Linked DNA regions of Solanum lycopersicum: region 2 is linked to region 1. The links are chromatin contacts, called in public HiChIP or PLAC-seq maps. All regions are on one chromosome and are shown on one strand. Each heading gives the region's core, a stretch centred on a gene start, on an enhancer-like site or on the middle of the called end of the contact. The rest is flanking DNA. Distances are from core to core; before and after follow the strand shown. Region 1 holds the start of AGP-S2 (ADP-glucose pyrophosphorylase large subunit). Region 2 holds the start of LOC101247036 (NADPH--cytochrome P450 reductase).

Evidence for each region. HiChIP or PLAC-seq counts read pairs in DNA pulled down with a chosen protein or histone mark.
Region 2: a contact with region 1 is called in an RNA polymerase II HiChIP or PLAC-seq map of leaf, with 6 times the contacts expected there. The contact joins the promoter of LOC101247036 here to the promoter of AGP-S2 in region 1. A contact is called at or near these places in 1 of 8 Hi-C or Micro-C datasets (leaf) and 1 of 1 datasets of contacts at active chromatin or transcription factors (leaf).

Annotation. Positions count from the first base shown.
Region 1 is chr7:13,490,474-13,496,861 of SLM_r2.1, reverse strand. It overlaps AGP-S2 (ADP-glucose pyrophosphorylase large subunit), which reads left to right and starts at 3,967. Exons shown (of 15, transcript NM_001247018.2): 1 at 3,967-4,162; 2 at 4,552-4,756; 3 at 4,837-4,962; 4 at 5,259-5,432; 5 at 5,640-5,732; 6 at 5,811-5,894; 7 at 5,983-6,038. The coding sequence starts at 4,556.
Region 2 is chr7:13,819,014-13,825,462 of SLM_r2.1, reverse strand. It overlaps LOC101247036 (NADPH--cytochrome P450 reductase), which reads left to right and starts at 1,353. Exons shown (of 18, transcript XM_004242883.5): 1 at 1,353-2,115; 2 at 2,303-2,362; 3 at 2,467-2,543; 4 at 2,707-2,764; 5 at 2,845-2,928; 6 at 3,042-3,078; 7 at 3,476-3,545; 8 at 3,635-3,829; 9 at 3,924-4,016; 10 at 4,202-4,427; 11 at 4,509-4,592; 12 at 4,674-4,825; 13 at 5,319-5,415; 14 at 5,642-5,791; 3 more. The coding sequence starts at 1,747.

The sequences.
Region 1 (6,388 bases), core at 2,718-5,217:
GCGTTATGTGTCCTTTAAAATATACAATTCATTGTTGTGAGTGATATGTTCCTTGAAATATAGTATCCATTACGGCGCGCGATACGTATCTCGAAATGGTACATCCTCTTATCACATAACGCTTATCATAACCATGCCTCAGAAACCAATGAAAATGACATGTTCACACAAATAATGATAAATTGACCATTTTCTTAACAGGGAACAATTCACAACAATGCAACTGTGATACAATATCAACAAATAAGCAATAAGTCTTCAAATCATTCTCAAACATCACACACCAATAATTTATCACATTTACCTTTTTATTACTCTTTTTTCATCATTAGAATTATTCAACATGTACAAGTCAACCCATCAATAATTCTCATTACTCCCGAACACATATAGGAAGGAAATACATAAACTTCATACACTTAACGAGGGTTTAAAAATTCGCTTGCCTCAAATCATCGAACAATCACTCCGGGACTTGAGCCTTCCCCTTTCATAAAGCTTCCAAATCGATGTAATCTTCTCAAGTACATATTCACATAAGATTTCAAAATTAGCAACACCCATACCACTATATGTTTAGTTTAGACCCAAAAGCTCACCCAAATTTATAATCAATCTCCTTTTCTTGCTAATAAGTCAACTCTCAAATTTACCTAATTTCGAACATAGGGTTTAGTCTCAATAATTTTCAATACATAAATTTAATGATCTTCGCATAATACAATACACAATTGTTTTATTACAAATATTAATATATCAATACTTGAAACATAATATAATTTTATATAAAATAATTGCAACACAATTTTATCTCAACAGACAATTGTGTTTTGACCCTCAATTTACACCATAAATCATTGGAATACTGTTACCTCCAATATGAAGTATTAACCAAACAGTAGCCTCCAACACATCCCGTAAAATAGAATGGTATAACATTTCAATAAAATGTATTTCATTATTTTAATAAATTAAATCCACTAATGACTACCATTTATTATCAAACAACTTTTCTATTACTTGATTGATTGAATTAGAAATAATAATTTAAAAGAAAAAAGCATATTAAACTTCACATTACCTGAAATTCTTTTTTTCCTATTTTATGTATCTGTCGCAACCCTCAAAACGTGACACACCATTAAAAAATTCTCACTGTGTTTTCCAACCCAGTTAATATAAAAACAATACATTTTCTATGTCATTCAAAATCTAACCATAACATATTAAGGACTAGTTAATCTTTACCTAAATATGGATTTTTGTGATTCCCACGTCGGTCGCTGCTTTGCACCAGTGATTTTGTTTTCCTTTTAGTTTTTCAAGTTATACTAAAACAAACTTTAAACTCCACTAACTTTCTTTAAGGGATGATGGTCTGAAAAATACCCCAACTTTGATCGAATCTATTGTTGCGATACTAGATTTTCATGAGGATCTATTACCCCTCTAGATTATTTAATGTCGTATTTGAAACATATATATTTTCCACGTGGACAATAAAAATAATACAGAAATATAAATAGTCATGTGTCCATGTGGGCACCTATATTCCTTTCAAATACACTATTAAAATAGTTCAGGGGTAAACATTACACTATCAAATAGTTCATTGAGGTAATAGGTTCTCATGAAAATTTAGTATCACAACAGTAAAAATTCTACCAAAGTTGGGGTATTTTTTAGACTATTATCCTTATTTATAATATATGAGTCAAGTGGGCAAGGTACTAGATAAATTATGGACTTGAACCATTAATCACCAATTAAAATAATTATTTAAAAGAATACCTATTAACTAAATCACCGTAGTTACACGAAGAGTTCAAAATTTCCAAACCAACTTCACCAACTATATAAAAATGACTAGGCCCAACCATCGAAAGGAGTAAAATGGTATTTTACGAAAAATTTTAAGAATGACCTTCTGGGTCATTACACTTTATACATTGTTTCGTACTGATGTTTCATTTCCTGGGAGCATTGCATTCTTACCAGCATGTTTTGACCGATAGATACATATGCCTTCTTAATATTGTAGATGAGTCATAATATATTGTTCAAACTCCACTTCTTCCAAAGTTTCTAGATCTAGAGGTTTTCTAATGATTTGTCATGTTTGGAGCTCTATCCCTACCAAGTATAGTACTTTAAGAGGGGAAAAATGATAATTCAACTTTTAAGTTTTGAGCTTCTCACTTATAATAATATATGATATAATGACTGCAAGTTTTAAAAGTATTGTCTGTGACTTTTTCTTGTAAAATCACAAACAATGATATGTGCCACATGGACCAATTTAACTATAAAATAGGAACTTTCAATTATCTTGACCTTTCAAATTTCTAACACAAATGTAAATAAAAATAAAAATGAGTAATTATTCCTTATAGACAAGAAATAAAAGTAGATTCATGTATCTTTAAAATTAAATTTCATCTCTATCTTTTTTATATTTATTTTAACAATAATTCATGTGACTTTTCATGTTTTCATAATTTTGTTCTATAAATTTAACTTTTTCAAGAAAACTTTTATTTACAACTCCTACAATTCTTGTGTGTAGGAACTCTAAACATGTGAAATAATGTCACAGTTTGAGGTGAAAGTTGTGAGATTCCCTTCTGCAGTCACGAGAATAGACAAGAATTCAATTACTGAAGCATCGGAGCTTGATGTGTTAGTTCTATACTTATTTGTAGTAAGAATTACAATAAGACTTTTTTGTCTCTCTTCATATAGTTGAATTCTTGTTTTATTAGCAAGTTTCTCTAAATTCATATTTGTATTTTGTAACTCAAATGTTCAGTTTCACTATAGAGACAAAATAAACTGAAATGCCTAATTATCTTGTTCATCTGTACCTCTTTTTTTTTTTTTGCTTCGTACTTATAATTTTACATATACATTAATTTTGATCTTTAAGAATGAATGTGATAAAATAGGATGTTTACTCTTTTCTTTTCTTTTTATGGAAAAAAAAAGGTGAAACATATAATATTAGATTAATGGTGGATAAGTTATGTATGAAGAGAAAATTAAATTTTATATAAAAATAGTAATTATTCATAAATATTTAGATTTTCAAAATATAAATAATAAGACTTTTTACATAATAGTTATAAATTTATAGTTAACTAATTAGTTTAAAGTGTTTGTGGATAAAAATTTAATACAATATTTTAAACACATTCATTATAATTATCACGAAATTCAAAAGGCAAAGTAAAAAAGTTGAAAGGTTTTGTTTTCCTTTCACTCAAAGTTAATCTTACACTATTTCTTCTAACATTATTCTATCAATAAAAAGGAACTATCGAGAAATTTAATTTAGATAATTGTTATTTTTTCTTTTTGCTTTGCAAACTTATTTTTTGAATTATAAACGAAGTTTATTTTATTAATTTTTCATATTATTATCTCGATGCATTCACTTGGAGGTTAGAAAATTAGAGTGTCACAATTAGTAGTTAAACAATGTAAGAAATCTCAATTAGAAATATTTTATTATTTAATAATATTATCTTTTAAGAAATAATACAGTCATGGATTACACGCGCAAAGCGCGTGCTCGAAATATAGTTCAAATATAAATACATATTCATTAAATATAGAGTGTCTAATAGATAGTATTAGATGAGGTGCGAATTAATATAATCATCTCATATTTTTTAATATAACTATTGACCCACCAACTTATATTTTATAAAAGAAATAATCTATCATTTTATATTATTAATTAAGGAAAAATTCAAAAATAATAATTAAATGTTCATATGATATAATTACTCACAACTTAAAAATTAAAATTCCATATCCAAATAAAAAGTTTATCTCACCTAATCGAACGGCATTATTTGTGGTGATTCAACAAAAAGAATAGTGCACAAATATTTAATATTTGCTGTTATTTTTATTTTGTTTCTCCTACTTTTAAGTAACACGTGGAGTGTGTTAAATATTTGATTCACGTTAATATGATGGACTCTGTAAATCTCAAGAGAGTCCACAGACTTTACAACAACACAGAAATCTCAAGAGAGTCCACAGACTTTACAACGCCACTGTGTTGTGTTATGAACGCACTGTAACCTAGTAATAATTTTGTTTATACCAAATACTTTTTGAGGAAAAGTTGGGTGTTTGAAAAAGCTTAATTCAGGTACTGAGAAAGCTGTTTATATATATATATATAGATAGATAGATAGATAGATAGAAAAATGATAGTTGTATTTTGTATAGATTCTGCAAAAGTTGTATGATTTGATTGTTTTTTGATCTAGTTTAATAAAAAGGGTTTTGGGTAATGTAAGTTATTTGATTTGGTTTGTTCCTTTGGAATCAATATATTGATATTTTGGGGTTGCAAGTTGTGTTTTGTGATTATTCTATTGGAATCTATGAATTGATATTTTAGTACAGGAATCTGATACCGTGTAAAATAAAATGTTTTTTGCACTTCCTGTGTAAAGTGAAATCTTTTGCTTTTTGTTTTTGTTTTTTAGAATGAATGTACTTGCTTATGTTGTGGTTGACGTGAATAATTGATAGAGCAATGGATGCGTTGTGTGCGGGCACTGCACAATCAGTGGCAATTTGCAACCAAGAGAGCACATTTTGGGGACAGAAGATTAGTGGAAGAAGATTGATAAACAAGGGTTTTGGGGTCCGGTGGTGCAAGAGCTTTACAACTCAACAAAGGGGTAAAAATGTTACCTCTGCTGTTCTCACCCGTGATATAAACAAAGAGATGCTGGTAAGTAGAGGAATTAGGTGATAAAGTAAAGTGAATGATCAAGAACAAGATTAATTTGTATTATTCATGTTGTTTTTCAGCCATTTGAAAATTCAATGTTTGAGGAACAACCAACGGCAGATCCAAAAGCTGTTGCCTCTGTCATTCTAGGTGGTGGTGTTGGAACTCGTCTTTTTCCTCTTACAAGCAGAAGAGCTAAACCAGCTGTAAGAGTTACAACACACACATATATATATTATATATCTCTCTTTTTGCTTGAATCGTGGTTGTTACTCCATTATGTGTCTTTTGAGTTTGACAACATGTCCAATTCATACCAACTTCAGTCTTAAAAAATTGTAGTGGTTCTTAAATCCATTTCAATTGGATTTTTGACAACTAAAGAAATGACTAGTTAAGCTAAGTGTGGATTCCCTTCTCTGTTCTCAATGCAACTAAGCTTAAGAATGCATTCTCTATCAGTTTTCATTCAAATTCTGTGACTATCGGCTTTGTTCTTCAGGTTCCTATTGGTGGTTGTTACCGGCTAATTGATGTACCAATGAGTAACTGCATTAACAGTGGCATACGGAAAATTTTCATCTTAACACAGTTCAATTCCTTTTCCCTCAATCGTCACCTTGCCCGCACGTATAATTTTGGAAATGGAGTGGGTTTTGGAGATGGATTTGTGGAGGTAAGATCATTTTGGTTACTTAAAGTTTTTAGTTTGAGCTCTTTTAAGCTACTTATATTTTGACATTGAAGTTCAATCATATCTTTGTAAGAAATCATATCTCCTCTTGCTCCTTTGGATCCTGGGGGAGGTAGATCTACAAACCTAAAATGGGGAAGATAACTGAAATGTGTCCTTGACAGATAAAAAAGATTTTCTCAAATGCAGGTTTTAGCTGCAACCCAGACTCCAGGGGATGCAGGAAAAATGTGGTTCCAAGGCACTGCTGATGCTGTGCGGCAATTCATATGGGTATTTGAGGTACACAAATAAGACCGGTCATTGATAAAGCTCCCTAGGAAAAGCGCTGACCTTATTATTTTTTAAATAATGACATAGAATCAGAAGAACAAGAATGTCGAGCACATAATAATTTTGTCTGGTGACCATCTTTACCGAATGAACTACATGGACTTTGTTCAGGTATATGAGCAACTTATGACAACAATTGCTTCCTACACCAACCCTGTGTTCATATACTTTGCTTAATGAATAATATTTGTTCTTGCAGAAGCATATTGACGCAAATGCTGATATTACAGTTTCATGTGTTCCAATGGACGATGGGTATGAGATTGATCTTTCATTTAACTTGATAGCTTATTTAATGTGAAGCCAAACAATATTTGCATTGCTTTCTATCTCCCTGAACTCTTTGAAAGGTTCTTCTTAGTGTTGTTCAGAGTGGCAAATGGTGACCACATTTGTTTAGAATCTGAAGGCATATTGCAAATTGAAGTGGCACTATGTATCTGATATATCAATCTACATATAAAATTGTACAAGGCCCTATTTCATCATGATTTGTATGAATTCTCAATATGGTTTTGGCTTTCAGATCAGGAAATAGAATAAGACAGAATATTAGAACAGTAGAAAGCTTGAAATTCTTTTTAGTTTAGCTATTTAACTGGACC
Region 2 (6,449 bases), core at 104-2,603, 330 kb before region 1:
ATTATAGTAAGATAACTGTAACTTTTGATCTGAATACAGAACAAAATTTTTACAAGCCAAAAATTTGAAATAATATATTTAAATATTGAAAATTATAAACTGATTTAATTATCAAAGTAGATTATAATTATAATTTTTTTATAATACCAAACCAAATCAAGAGTGGTCAATTTTTTTTAATGCCAAAACAATGAAACCAACCTACAAGCTTGCTTTTTTTTTTATTTGATTTGGTTCGTTGATTTGATTTGACTTTACGATTTGACTTGTACATCCATGATGAAAATAATTTTAGTGGTGGCTTTTATGGTAACGATTGATGTTAGTAGCTAGTAATGATGATGATAATGGTTGTGATGGTGGAAGTGGTTTGTGTTATATTGATTTTCATGATGTGGTGATTGTGATTGTAATTGTGAATTTTGTTGATGCTAGTAAGCATTAATGATAGTGACTGAAGAATATTTTATGACTGACGATTAGTAATAGTAGTTGTTATAGTTGGTAGTACGGATCGACTGCACTAGTGTTAGTATTTAATAGTATTATTGATAAAGGTGATGGTAACGATGATTGAAAAATGTATGACGATTGACGATGTGTTGATGATAGTTAGTGGTAAATCAAATTGTGATAGTGGTGTTGGGGATAGCATCAACAAAAGAGACTCCAATAATGATGGCAATGAATATAATCATAATGATTGAGATGCTTAATATGGTAGCACTTGACATGAGTAACTAACGGAGTTGGTAGTTGTGACTCGTGATGACATAGGTGGTGATTGTAAAGGGAATGGTGATTCTTAGTGTACTCTACAATAATGAATTTTTCTATTTAAATAAGAACTTGGCCAAAACAACAAATAATGTTTTGACCTATTCAAATAGAAGACCCCTCAAGTAGTAGTAGTACATACTAATGAAACCTTTTTGTGTGTGTAGTGTGTACACGTATCAAAGAAATAGAAAAAAAAAGAGTCAAAACTTAATAAAACATGAGATTCGTGCCTTTAACTAGATCTACCTAAAGGAGCGGGCTGGTGAAGGGTGGCCTTAATATTCAATGTGAAGTATGCCGCCAAATATAAACTCTTGACAAAAATAGACAGAAAATGGCATTTGAACAAATCTCCTCTTCAAACCCAACATAGAAATATATTTTGGAACAAAAAATTTATTTTGTCATATTTTTAAATAATTTTTTATTATTTGAAAAAATTATAAAAATATCTCCTACTATTATGTGTTATTCGTTATGTATATCACTATATGTGATGTGTCAGGATGCAACTTAATCGGATATAGTGCCATACATGATATATTAGAAAATACACAATATATTAATATATTAATCGAATACAATGTTATACCCAATATATCAAAATATTAAGTGGTATATCTAAAATCGCAAAACGCCGTGTATTCAAATATTTTGGATTGTATCTGAATTTCACCAAATTGTTTGTTATTTTACCAACACAATTTAATAGTTAACCATAGTTAGTTTGTAGTAGGTGGGTTGACTAGTCTGGGTTGGTAGGCGTTGGGCTGTCTCCTCTCTTCTTCCTCATCTCCTCCATATATTGCTCTCCCTTCTCTCACAAAGTCTCTCCAAACCTAACCAAATTCTAAGCCAAACAACAAACACAACTCTCTTTTTAATCGTCTTTGGCTAAATCATCTTTAGCTGGGTAATTAGCGATTACCCAGTTGAGCAAACTACATTTTTCGATTATTCACAGAAATGGATTCTACATCAGAAAAGCTTTCTCCTTTTGATTTTATGGCGGCGATTTTTAAAGGAGGAAAGATATTTGATAAACTGAATTCGTCATTAGATTCTGGTGACTCAACTTCTCCGGCTTCACTGACAGCTTTGTTGATGGAGAATAAGGATTTGATGATGATATTGACAACATCAGTAGCTGTTTTAATCGGATGTGCTGTTGTTTTGATGTGGCGGCGCTCGTCAACATCTGCTAGAAAGGTTGTGGAGTTACCTAAGTTGGTGGTTCCTAAGTCGGTTGTAGAACCTGAAGAGATTGATGATGGAAAGAAGAAGATTGCCATCTTTTTTGGAACCCAGACTGGTACAGCAGAAGGCTTCGCAAAGGTACTGTCAATTCATAGAATATATAGACAATTTTTTTGATTTGGATTTTGGTGATTATTGATTTTGGAGTTGAAGAAATACTGAAGATCCAAAAAGTCAAATTTAATAACTTGTAATTTTGTGATCTCAGCAAATGATTTGCAACTAGGGGAGAACAATAAGTGATTGTGAATGTATTTTTGTACAGGCACTTGCTGAGGAAGCCAAGGCCCGATATGAGAAAGCTATCTTTAAAGTCATTGATATGGTGAGCTTTCGTTATCTTCACAAGTATGATATACAAAGTGAAGTTGTTGATTATGGGAATCATGGTTTGATTGTTTCTGATTGTTTTAAATTAATGAATTCTAGGATGATTATGCGGCTGATGATGAAGAGTATGAAGAAAAATTGAAGAAAGAGAAATTGGCATTCTTTTTCTTGGCAACGTAAGTTGGATTTATAACCTTGTATACTCACTTGCAAAATGATCAATTTTGCATTTGCTAGATAATGATTATATTATGTAGTTAGTAACTTGATTTATGTTGATTGATCGTAGATATGGTATATTATGTAGTTACTAACTTGATTTATGTGGATTGATCATAGATATGGAGATGGTGAACCAACTGATAATGCTGCCAGATTCTATAAATGGTTTGAAGAGGTGAATATAATGATCCAACATCTTATCAGTTTAAGCTTGTTGCATCTCAGCTTAATCATTATTTCTGCTATTTTCTGTAGGGGAAAGAGAGGGGTGACTGCTTTAAGAATCTTCAGTATGGAGTATTTGGGCTTGGCAACAGACAATACGAGCATTTTAACAAGGTACGAACGAGATTAATTTTATTGTTTTTGCACTTGTTCCTGTTCATATGTATTCTAATATGACAGCTGTTTGCTAACATGTACTTGTTCGTTCTCTTTATTATTGGTGTCAGATTGCTAAAGTTGTCGATGAGCTTCTGGCTGAGCAAGGTAGCGATCTCTTTCAATTGCAAACTTCTATCCATTTTTTACATGAATATGAAATATTAGATAAGTGTTCTTCTCGAGTTGTATATCGTTCAAATGATGCCATCCTGTATAATTAGAGTAGTAAAATTGAGCTGTTTAGGTTATCTTGTATTTAAATGACCTGCACTAAAGCAATGAATTCTCTTAATCTTAAGTGTTGAGCATTTCGACTGTAAAGGGTAGGTTTTTGAAAAATAATTGGTTAGTGCAAAAACATCTTTTATGTTAAAAAATAAAAAATCATGGGTGCGCAGGAAAACTGTCTCATTGGGTTCTAGAGATGGCATCTAGGATGTTATCCTTTTTTCATAATTAAATTGATTCTCTGTTCTTACTTGCTAAATTGTATAAACTGCAGGTGGGCAGAGGCTTGTTCCAGTGGGTCTTGGAGATGATGATCAATGCATTGAAGATGATTTTGCTGCATGGTATGCTTACTAAAACCTCTCCTAATACATCAGGAGTTTCCTTTTGTTTCCTCGTTATCTGTGTGCTCATAATTACGTGAATGCTGTAGGCGTGAGTTAGTGTGGCCTGAATTAGATAAGTTGCTTCTTGACGGGGATGATGCAACTGCTACAACTCCATATACTGCTGCTGTTTTGGAATATAGGGTTGTTACCTATGACAAGTCCAACTTTGATAACGACTTGACCAACACAAATGGTCATGCAAATGGACATGTCATCGTTGATGCTCAACATCCTGTCAGGTAACAAACTGCTCTTCCAATGTCATTGGACTTCCATTCATGGGCCTGCTCTATTCACTTCTAATCTTGCTTCTGTGCGCCTCTATGTCTACAGAGCTAATGTTGCTGTGAGGAAGGAGCTTCATACTCCAGCTTCTGATCGTTCTTGCACTCATCTGGAGTTTGACATTTCTTGCACTGGACTTACGTAAGTCCTCTTTTAAGTCATTCAACTTATATAGCGAGTGGTTTTAAAATGCTGTACTCGGGTATTCAAAGCATAATTCTAATTCTACAAATTTCTTTAAAGGGGAGATTGAAGTTATTGAAGCCAAGTGATATCACTGAAATTGATTATAGTCGTATTTTCTAAAATGGTTCTTGTGTTCTCAGGTACGAAACTGGTGATCATGTTGGTGTGTACTGTGAAAATTTTGTTGAAACCGTGGAGGAAGCTGAAAGGCTACTGAATATATCACCGGATACTTTCTTTTCCATTCACACCGATAAAGAGGATGGCACACCACTTGGTGGAAGTTCATTGCCATCTCCATTCCCTCCTTGCACTTTGAGAACAGCATTGACTCGGTATGCTGATGTTTTGAGTTCTCCTAAAAAGGTAACTTGTTTACTGATCTCGAGGTTTCTCCTGTTTTTTTGACAGCTATTAAGTACTCATTCTTAATTGTATGTCTTGCAGTCTTCTTTACTTGCTTTAGCGGCATGTTCTTCTGATCCAAATGAAGCTGATCGATTAAGATATCTAGCATCACCTGCTGGAAAGGTGTGGTCTTTTTGCGTTGTACTTTCACTTATTGAAGCTTACTTCATCATTCTCATGTCTTTGTGAAATCTATTTCTTCAGGAAGAATATGCTCAGTGGATAGTTGCAAGTCAGAGAAGCCTTCTTGAAGTCATGGCTGAATTTCCTTCAGCCAAGCCTTCAATCGGTGTTTTCTTTGCTTCTGTTGCTCCTCGCCTACAACCAAGATTCTACTCCATCTCATCATCTCCTAGGTGAGTAGCTAGCTGCAGTTCTCTTTCAAATATTAAATGTAAAGGCAGTGTTAGAGAGTTTGTTACGATCAAGGAATTCAACAGTGTACGATGAAGACATAATGAGTTAAACCACGATAAGCTAATCTTCTAAAATTTGCATTCCATAATCGGCGATGCAAAATTAGGATGGAGGATATCTGTATTAAAGATTTTTTTGGTTAATTATGTTCATATTTCTTGGAAATGGGTTTTCATTTATTTGTTGAACATTAGTATGAGGTATTTTTTTTTGACGATGTCATACATACTGCTACTCGACTATTAATGAGGTATTTTTTTGACGATGTCATACATACTGCTACTCGACTACAACATAAGCTTCTGACAATTTTACTGCAATAATTTGTTTTGCACAACCTTGCGGAAATGAAAGATTGCCTTTTTACTTCTTTCTATCCATTTTATTTGACAAATCAGAGAACATAACCTTGTGATCTACTTTTGCTTGCAGGATGGCGGCATCTAGAATTCATGTCACTTGTGCACTGGTTTACGACAAAATGCCAACTGGACGAATTCACAAGGGTGTCTGCTCAACATGGATGAAGGTATTCACTAAATGATGGTTGAACTTTTGTGATACATTCAAATAAATTATAAGAGAACTCAAAAAGAATCACTTGCTGGTATTGCCATTGTGTTCTACACTAGATTGAGACTTTTCGTCTTAATGCGGCATTTAGCTTTGTTTCTTTTGAAATATTTGGACCGTTATATGTTAAAAGTTAATGTAGTTTGGTTCTCTTTCGCTTTCCATGTTGGTTCCTCTTTCAGAATGCTATTCCTCTAGAAGAAAGCCTTTCCTGCAGTACGGCACCTATTTTTGTTCGGCAATCAAACTTTAAACTGCCAGCTGATAACAAGGTTCCAATCATAATGATTGGCCCTGGTACTGGATTGGCACCATTCAGGGGTTTTCTCCAGGTTAGGTTCAGACATCAGAGACTAGCGGAAGTGTCTCTTTGTAATGCATAGCATTTGACACTTCTAGTATCTTTCAGGAAAGAATGGCTTTGAAGGAGGAAGGAGCTGACCTTGGTCCTGCAGTGTTATTTTTTGGATGCAGGAACCGCCAAATGGTTAGTATTAACTGGCTATAGATATTTAGCACAATTCACTTACATAAGCACATATATTTGGTATTATATTCATGGGTTACTACATCCTCTCAACTCATCTATTTGTATCTGTAGGACTACATCTATCAGGATGAGTTAGATAACTTCCTTGAGGCCGGTGCACTTTCTAATCTAGTTGTTGCCTTCTCACGTGAAGGACCTAACAAAGAATATGTGCAACATAAAATGACACAGAAGGTATGCTGCTCACTTTACCCTGTGTTACTTTGCAAATAGATTTGATAATATTCCAACGACTGTATTGATATATGATCTTAACTATTTTCTTGTTTCTAGGCGGACGACATCTGGAACATGATTTCTCAGGGAGGTTATGTTTATGTCTGTGGTGATGCTAAGGGCATGGCCAGGGATGTCCATCGGACCCTTCACACTATTGCTCAGGATCAGGTAAAAACTTCTCAATAACATACTATTATCTGGCTGTGGTCTTCGTTTTGTGC